2 separate regions of the Sus scrofa genome follow, and region 1 is linked to region 2. Evidence: chromatin contacts called from public HiChIP or PLAC-seq data. All regions are on one chromosome and are shown on one strand. The core of a region is the stretch at or near the end of the contact, and the rest is flanking DNA. Distances in the headings are between cores, read along the strand shown.

What was found. HiChIP or PLAC-seq counts read pairs in DNA pulled down with a chosen protein or histone mark.
Region 1: an H3K27ac HiChIP or PLAC-seq map of alveolar macrophages shows a contact between it and region 2. The contact joins two enhancer-like sites.

The regions. Positions count from the first base shown.
Region 1 is chr2:40,838,516-40,842,276 of Sscrofa11.1, reverse strand. No RefSeq gene overlaps it. Among named protein-coding and RNA genes, the nearest start is that of LDHA, 15 kb to the right of the region's middle. Within about 2 kb of position 1,911, at least 37 of the 83 cell types and tissues checked have an H3K27ac peak or open chromatin away from gene starts, as enhancers often do. A contact at or near this core is called in alveolar macrophages, where this site is marked.
Region 2 is chr2:40,589,909-40,593,863 of Sscrofa11.1, reverse strand. SPTY2D1 (protein SPT2 homolog) reads right to left here. Exons shown (of 6, transcript XM_021083260.1): 2 at 104-218. Among named protein-coding and RNA genes, the nearest start is that of SPTY2D1, 10 kb to the right of the region's middle. Within about 2 kb of position 1,998, at least 7 of the 83 cell types and tissues checked have an H3K27ac peak or open chromatin away from gene starts, as enhancers often do. A contact at or near this core is called in alveolar macrophages, where this site is marked.

The sequences.
Region 1 (3,761 bases), core at 662-3,161, 250 kb before region 2:
GTTACTGCTGTGGCACATGATGGATCCCTGACCTGGGAACTTCCACATGCCACAGGCATGCCACCCCTCCCTCCCCCCAAATTAGATGATGCATGTAAAATCTCACAAAGTCTGGACCCACAAGATTTGATCTAGCACTGACCAGGAAGCCCCCTTCAGCAATCACAAGTAATTTCAAAACAGCTCAAATCCTAGGCTGGCCCTTTGGGCAAACTGAAAGTAGAATTTAGTGATGTCTGTAGCAGCATTTATCAAGAATCTTCTTTCCTGTCAGAGCTCCTTTCATCCTTAAGGAGAAGTCAGGCCAACTCTTCCAATCTCCCACCTCCAAAATTCCCTGGAGACATTTTCTCTTCCTCTTTATTATATAGATTAACATCCTTTAGACTCAAATCATTCTTCCCACCACCAGTCTAAATACACATAGTCTTCCCCAACTGGGTATTATTGATTCTGTATCACAAGAGCCCAAGGAACAAGTTGAGCAGAAGCCAAACTCCCACCTTGGGATTGGGAGAAGAACTCTTGTGGGCAGGGAAGGCTGTGAACTCTCACCTGGCACAGTATTCCCACAATTGAATTTTTTGTTATTTTTATAATTTTTTGTTAAAGTGTAGTTGATTTACAATGTTGTGCCAATTTCTGCTGTACAGCAGAGTGACCCAGTGACAGATATATACACATTCCTTTTCTCATATTCCATCATGTTCTATCCCAAGAGACTGGATGTAGTTCACTCTGCTATAGAGTAGGACCTCATTGCATATCCATTCTAAATGTGATCATTTGCACCTACTAACCCCAAACCCCCAGTCCATCCCACTTCTTCCTCCCTTCTGCTTGGTTGGCAACCACAAGTCTGTTCTCTCTCTGTGAGTCACACAACTGAATTTCAGGCTTCCTCCCAGCAATGTGCACAGAGGGCTGAGAGGAGGAGCTGGCCGAACCAGGAGCAGTTCCACTTTGCATTCTGATTTGGCTTTCTCCTGGAAATGGAATCTCTCTGAAGGGGCCTCCCCAGTTCTCGACATTGTGGCAGTAATGTTAGCTCCATCTCTTCTCCTGGGGTCCGCCCCCCCACCCTCCCACTGGCTCTTGAGTCTGTCTCCATATTGATAAACACCCACCCTGCTAAAAGCTTGCCAGCTCCTCAGATGCCCCAGGGGCCATTTTATGGGGTGGAGGTTAGTAAGGATCTGGGATTATTGCCATTATCCATGGCAAACTATCTCCTGGACCACCACCACCCCCTGTGCCAGGAAGAGCAAAGTCTGAAGCCAGCTAACACATTGTGAAATTCTCACCTGTCGCCCATTACCCTAAACCAAAACCCCACTGTCTTCCCTGAGAAATGAATTCCACATGGGAGAGAGAGAATGGTTTCCAAAGAATCCAGCCTGACCCATTTCAGGACCTTTCTCAAAAACCTGCCACTGGGCCTGAAGCCTTCCGGGGCAACCCAGCTGGGCTTCCTCCCTCGGCTGTTCCTAACTTCCAGGGATGACAGGGGGGTGTGATGGGCCCACAGTGACAGTCAGCCCCACTGGGGTCTGCAAGGGAGCCCTGCCAAGGATGCTGGCTCTGGATTGTCGCCCAAGGCAGGAAGCTCTGGCCTATGGTTACCATGGAGATCTTGGCACAGCCTGTGTCCATATGTGGTTGACAGGCGGCCTCCCTTAGGAAATGAGAAAGATTTGATTTCTTGAGAACTGACTCAGCTTGGGTGGAGAGTCTGACATGATGGACCTGCAGCTAAGGGGGCCACAGAGGAGGCTAAGGCTGGGTGCTCTGTGAGAATAGTGCTCTATTGAGGTGGCCTCCTACCAGTCCTATTGCTTTAATGACTGGGGTGTGGCCTCCTGCTGAGTGAGGCCTCTCTGCCAAGCTGCCAATTCCAAGTAAGGGCTGTTCAAAGAGGCTCTAGTTCAGTGGAAAAACCCCAGAAGTCAGAGCTGGAAGTGGAGCCACACCCACAGTGCCAGAGAAAGCCTGGGCTTGTGGAGAAGGCCATGGTGTCTGGTACGGAGGAGAAAGCACTAGACTAGGTGGCAGGTTCCTGTCCTTTAGCCACTACCCGAAACACTAAGGTAGAGTTGAAAGCACTTCACTTTCCTTGCCTCTCTGGGCCCTAATTTCCCACTGAGCAATGATGTCTGTCTTCAGGCCAGTAGGATTGCTGAGGGCCCTACAATACAGGCAATGTGGGGCAGCGGAAACGAACCCTTCTAGGAACCATGAAGGTGAGGGTTCAAGCCCTGGCCTCGCTCACTCAGTGGGTTAAGGATCCAGTGTTGCTGTGAGCTGTGCTGTAGATAACAGAGGTGGCTTGGATCCCGTGTTGCTGTGGCTGTGGCGTAGACCAGCAGCTCTAGCTCCGATTCAGCCCCTAGCCTGGGAACCTCTATATGCTGTAGGTGCAGCCCTAAAAAGCAAAAAAAAAAAAAAAAAAAAGATGATATAGTTTAAAAAAAAAAAGGGCAGGTGCGAGGGGCTGATCTCCCTCCTATTCAATGGAAGGCCAAATCTGTGAAGGCCTTTCCTAGGCTTTCATCCCTCTGTGGCTAAAACCGGAGGATGAGCTAAGTTAAAATGTCCTTTAAGAGGGCCTGACACTGCAAGTGTGTTTGTACAAAGGGCAGAGTTTGGCCCCGCACACACGTGGGCTGTGCAAGGCTAACGGAGCACCAGCAAGAGGGAGGCTGATTAGATAGGGCCCTGAAGCAGCCCTGTGGATGGACAGGTGAGTTGTCTGGACCTTCCTGCAGCCCTGGATGAAAGGCCTTGAGAAGTATTTATCACATTTGCCCTTTGATATTTATTCCAGGAACAAAAAGCCAACTGCTTTCCAGGTTGTGAGGCACCCCATAAAAACAGAGCAGCAGAGTAGCGTAGGATAAGAAAAACTAGACCAGGAGTTTGAAATTCATCAGACTGCTTTCCAGCTATAAGGTCTGAAGCAATTACATTTTTTGAGGTTTGGTAGTCTCACCAGTAAAACGGAGATAAACATTCTAGTTCAACTTTCCTCTCCTGATTGAGGTAAAAATACCATGAGAGGGAGTTCCTATTGTGGCTCAGCAGTAATGAACCTGACTAGTATCCATGAGGATGCAAGTTTGATTCCTGGCCTGCTTCAGTGGATTAAGGATCCTGCCTTGCTGTGTCTGTGGGGTAGGCTAGCAGCTACAGCTGCAATTTGACCCCTAGCCTGGGAACTTCCGTATGCCACCAGTGTGGCCCTAAGAAAAAAAAAAAAAAAAAAATACCCTGAGAATGGAAATGAAAGCGCCACTAAATGATGCACAAATGAAGGACCTAGTGAGCTTTATCCAGCTGTAGAGAAGCCTTCTCCATGTCTGCACCTACCACAGCCTGTGGGCCCTCCTGGGGTTCAAAAGAGCTCTCTTTTGCTCCTCTTAACAGAATCCCAGGCTCCCTAGTAGAGCCTGACCCCCTCTGTACCCTAGAAAAATGTGTTGGGACTACATTTTCAGGTCAGAGTGCTCTGAGCAGCTCAAGTAATAGGTCAGAGAGCCTCCTCCAATAGAACCCACTTTGTGAGGTGTAGCAAGATGAATGCCTGTGTACCCCAGTTTTAAAAAAAAAGGACCCAAATTTCAGTGAGGGTGCCCTGCAGTTAGCAGCCGCACAGCTAAGAAGACCTCCATTCCTTTCCTTCACCCAGCCCCGGGAAATGACCAATAGAATTCCCTGGCTGTATTCAGATTTACAATTGCTTTGATCCCCTTGGAATTTTAGAG
Region 2 (3,955 bases), core at 749-3,248:
ATCCATTAGCCTGTTACAATGTTATAAGCATCCACTGGTTAGGCACAAGCTAAATGTGAAGACAGAACACTTTAAACTTGAGAATAAGGCTATAAATTCATACCTTTTTGTCTAAGTTCCTCTTCTTTTCTTCTGAGAAAAGCTTGGACAGCTGCCGACTGGACACCCTTAACTTTTGGGTCTTTTTTGGGAGGCCCCACTGCCAAACTGTATCGTTTCTAAAAATAAAAAAAGAGTAAAATGTTATATGAGATTAGCTGTAAAACAATAGGAATTAAATGTTCTAAATGTTGACTGAGAAATCTATTCTGAATAAGAAATCACATAACCCACGTGAAAGCTTAGCTATAAAATTTCAGGCTAAATATGATTATACATGACTATTTTTAGGTGTAGTGTTTCTTTAAACATGCCCCAACAGTGCATTAAGTGAACAATTCAGAGAAATACTATTTTCAGGCTATTTTCCTCCAAAGGTTATCTAGACTGAGAGGCTGAAAAAAATCACCTCTAAAACAGATTCAATTTGTTTCAGAATTTATTTAAAAGATCTGCCTTCTTCAGAACTAAGCATTTCAAAGTCCAACTTACCAAACAAAACTACTACTCACAACTGTTTTCCTCCTGAGTATCCTAGTGCAGATGCTTTTTTAGTAGAGACTCATAGCTTCTACATAGGTTATTTTGTTTACAACATGAAACACTGAGATTCTACTTTGACCACAGGTAAGGCTGGCAGCAAACCATAGTTAAAAAACATTTCAAGACAAAAAAAAAGGGCTAAGCAGGAGTTTCTGTTGTGGCCCAGTAGAAATGAATCCAACTAGTAACCATGAAGCTGTGGGTTCGATCCCTGGCCTCGCTCAGTGGGTTAAGGATTGGGTGTTGCCATGAGCTGTAGTGTAGGCCAGCAGCTACAGCTCACATTCGACTTCTAGCCTGGGAACCTCCATATGCCACAGGTGCAGCCCTAAAAAGCAAAAAAAAAAAAAAAAAAAAAAAATCTAAGCAGAGAGTTCCCATGGTGGCTCAGTAGTAATGAACCCAACTATCCATGAGGATACAGGTTTGATCCCTGGCCTTGATCAGTGGGTTAAGGATCCAGTGTTGTCGAGCTGTGGTGTAGGCCAGCAGCTATAGCTCCAGTTTGACCCCTAGCCTGGGGAACTTCCATATACTGTGGGTGCAGCCTGGAAAAGACAAAAAAAAAAAAAAAAAAAAAAAAAAAATCTAAGCAGCAAGGAAGGGCCCAAGTCTCTGTAACCTTTGAGTGTAGCTCTTATGTTCATTAAATATTAATTTGCCACACAAACCCAAAAAGTATTAACATTATCCTGGAACAGATGGTATTTCTCTGGGCTTTCATTTTTATGTAAATGCACTGGAAAATGACTAAAACTAGAATAATGTTAATTTAAACTATAAGAAGAAAAATAATCTCATTTTATAACTATCATTAGAGAAGTAGGATAAACAGAGTAATAACTCATACCAGGATGATTCATATATAGGACCATTCCACATTAAATTCATGGGCTGGAAAAAAGATTTTTTTTTTTTCTTTTTTAGGGCCAAACCCATGGCATAAGGAGGTTTCCAGGCTAGGGGTCAAATTGGAGCTGTAGCCGCTGGCCTACATCACAACCATGTCAGATCCTTAACCCACAGAGAAAGGCCAGGGATCGAACCTATGTCCTCATGGATCAGATTTGTTTCCACTGAGCCACACAGGAACTCCTGGAAATAAGAATTTTTTAATGTACTCCCTCTTTTGTCTTAGGTAGATAACATTCTTATCCACTGAACCTATTGCTGAGCTAGTTAAAAAAGAAACACTAACCTAAGAGAACAAATTGAGCTGCTTGGGAACCAAAAAAGCAATTCTCAAAATGTTCATGAAGTTCCTGGAGGAAAGCCAAAGAATCCATGCTTACTACAGGGCAGCCAAATAGAAGGCATCTTGAAACAGGTTCTTGAAACAGGTTCCAGCTAAATCAGTCTACCAACAGAGCAGCTGGCCAAGAAAGCAGGCCCTAATCCAACCTGCAAATCCTGAATGATAGCAATGCTGAGACCAGACACATCCCTCACAGAGAGAAATTCCAAAAGAGAGCATCTAGATTCCTTTCCCACTCAACTTGGCTGTCATAATAAAATCCTTTGATAAGTCTGTATCTTTGTAAATTTAGTTGCAGACCCTTTCCATAGTGGACTGACTGGAGCCCAATATTTGAAGGAGAAAAGGAGAGGGAAAGGAATAACGGAGAAAAAGGAATATTTCTTACCGAACTAGATACATGAAATTTGTCATGGTTTACAAGAACCTCATATACAGGCCTTATCCACAAGAAACTCACATTTTCTTAACAGAAGGACTCCCATGAAGATGACGCAAGTTGTATAAGACATAGGGAGACTTATAAGCAGAGGCACACACTCACTCTATTATATCCCACGTGGAGATATGTGAGAAGAGGAAGGGGGGATCTGAGTTGCCAAATCATAAGGTTTTTCCTGTCTGTGCCAACTACAGAGGCCCTAGATGCACTCATCAAATCAAAGCTTGTACAGGGCTCTCCCTGCCAAAAACTGCCAATATACACATTAGTATTAATTATTTAAAATAGGATTGGTTTGTTATCGAGGTATCACAGCAATTGAGCAATTCCTAATTTGATTTCAGGGCAGATACCTTTCTTCCTAATCTGGGACTTCAAAAGGTACATAATGGGATGTGACTAGCAGAAAAGTGACTCAAATGAATATAGGTACTGAAAGAGAAGAGTTCAATGGGCACTGTTTAACACCTATTAAATAAGGTGCATATCACCTTCAGAATTTTTGGCCTTTTAGTGTACCACTTATTATTATTATTATTATTTTGCTTTTTAGGGCTGCACCCATGGCATATGGAGGTTCCCAGGCTAGGGGATCTAATGGGAGCTGTTGCTGCCAGCCTACACCACAGCCACAGCAACGCAGGATCCCAGCAAAGCCTGAGACCTATACCACAGCTCACAGCAATGCCAGATCCTTAACCCACTGAGCAAGGCCAGGGATCGAACCCGCAACCTCATGGTTCCTAGTTGGGTTCGTTTCTGCTGCACCATGAAGGGAACTCCACCACTTATATTATTATTTGCTAATTTTAAGAAAATACATAGATCAAACACCATGAATTATTATTACACCTTTAATCTCACCAATAATATACATGAAATGACTAGCTTGAAAGGCTAATTATATTTTTCTAAATCCCATCAAAATACAACTATTTTTCAAAAATATGTAACAGCGAAAATAAAAAGTGTTTGTGTATCACCTAAAATTGTGGTACAGCCAGAACTATGCTGTGCTTTGGGAAATACCAACAAAGGAACATAAACATAGAAAAGGCAGAACACAAGAAAGAAACAAGGGAGGGGGTTTAGGAACTCGAATTCACTCAGAAAAGAATCCCAAAGATGAATCTGAGCTTTTTTCAAAGTACACATCTATTTTGATTAATTCATATGTGTATTTCAAATTCAGTTGTTTTTTGTTTTTTAAACACTTCTAATCCTTAAGCTGGTCTCACATTTAACTCAATACCTTTGCTATCCTGTCCTCTCCCTCTGATGTAGAAGGATTTCAATAAATCTATAAAAGATCTTATTTTATGGGTCTGCTAGGAAACAATTTAAGGAGGGCAAAGTCCTACTTGACGAGGCTTAATCTTATTTACTAACAGGAGCTGAGTCATAATTAATAGGTTCTTACATCCTCTGTAGCTTGATGCACTCAAAAGCAGATACTAGGAGAATATTAAAATATTCTCTGAGGTAAAGTTTAGATCAAAACCTAGAAAATTGGGGCAATAAAAAGGGCTGGTTTGGGGTTACACTGTGGCCCAATGAGATTGGCCGTGTCTTGGGAGTACTGGGACGCAGGTTCAATCCCTGGCCTGGCACAGGGG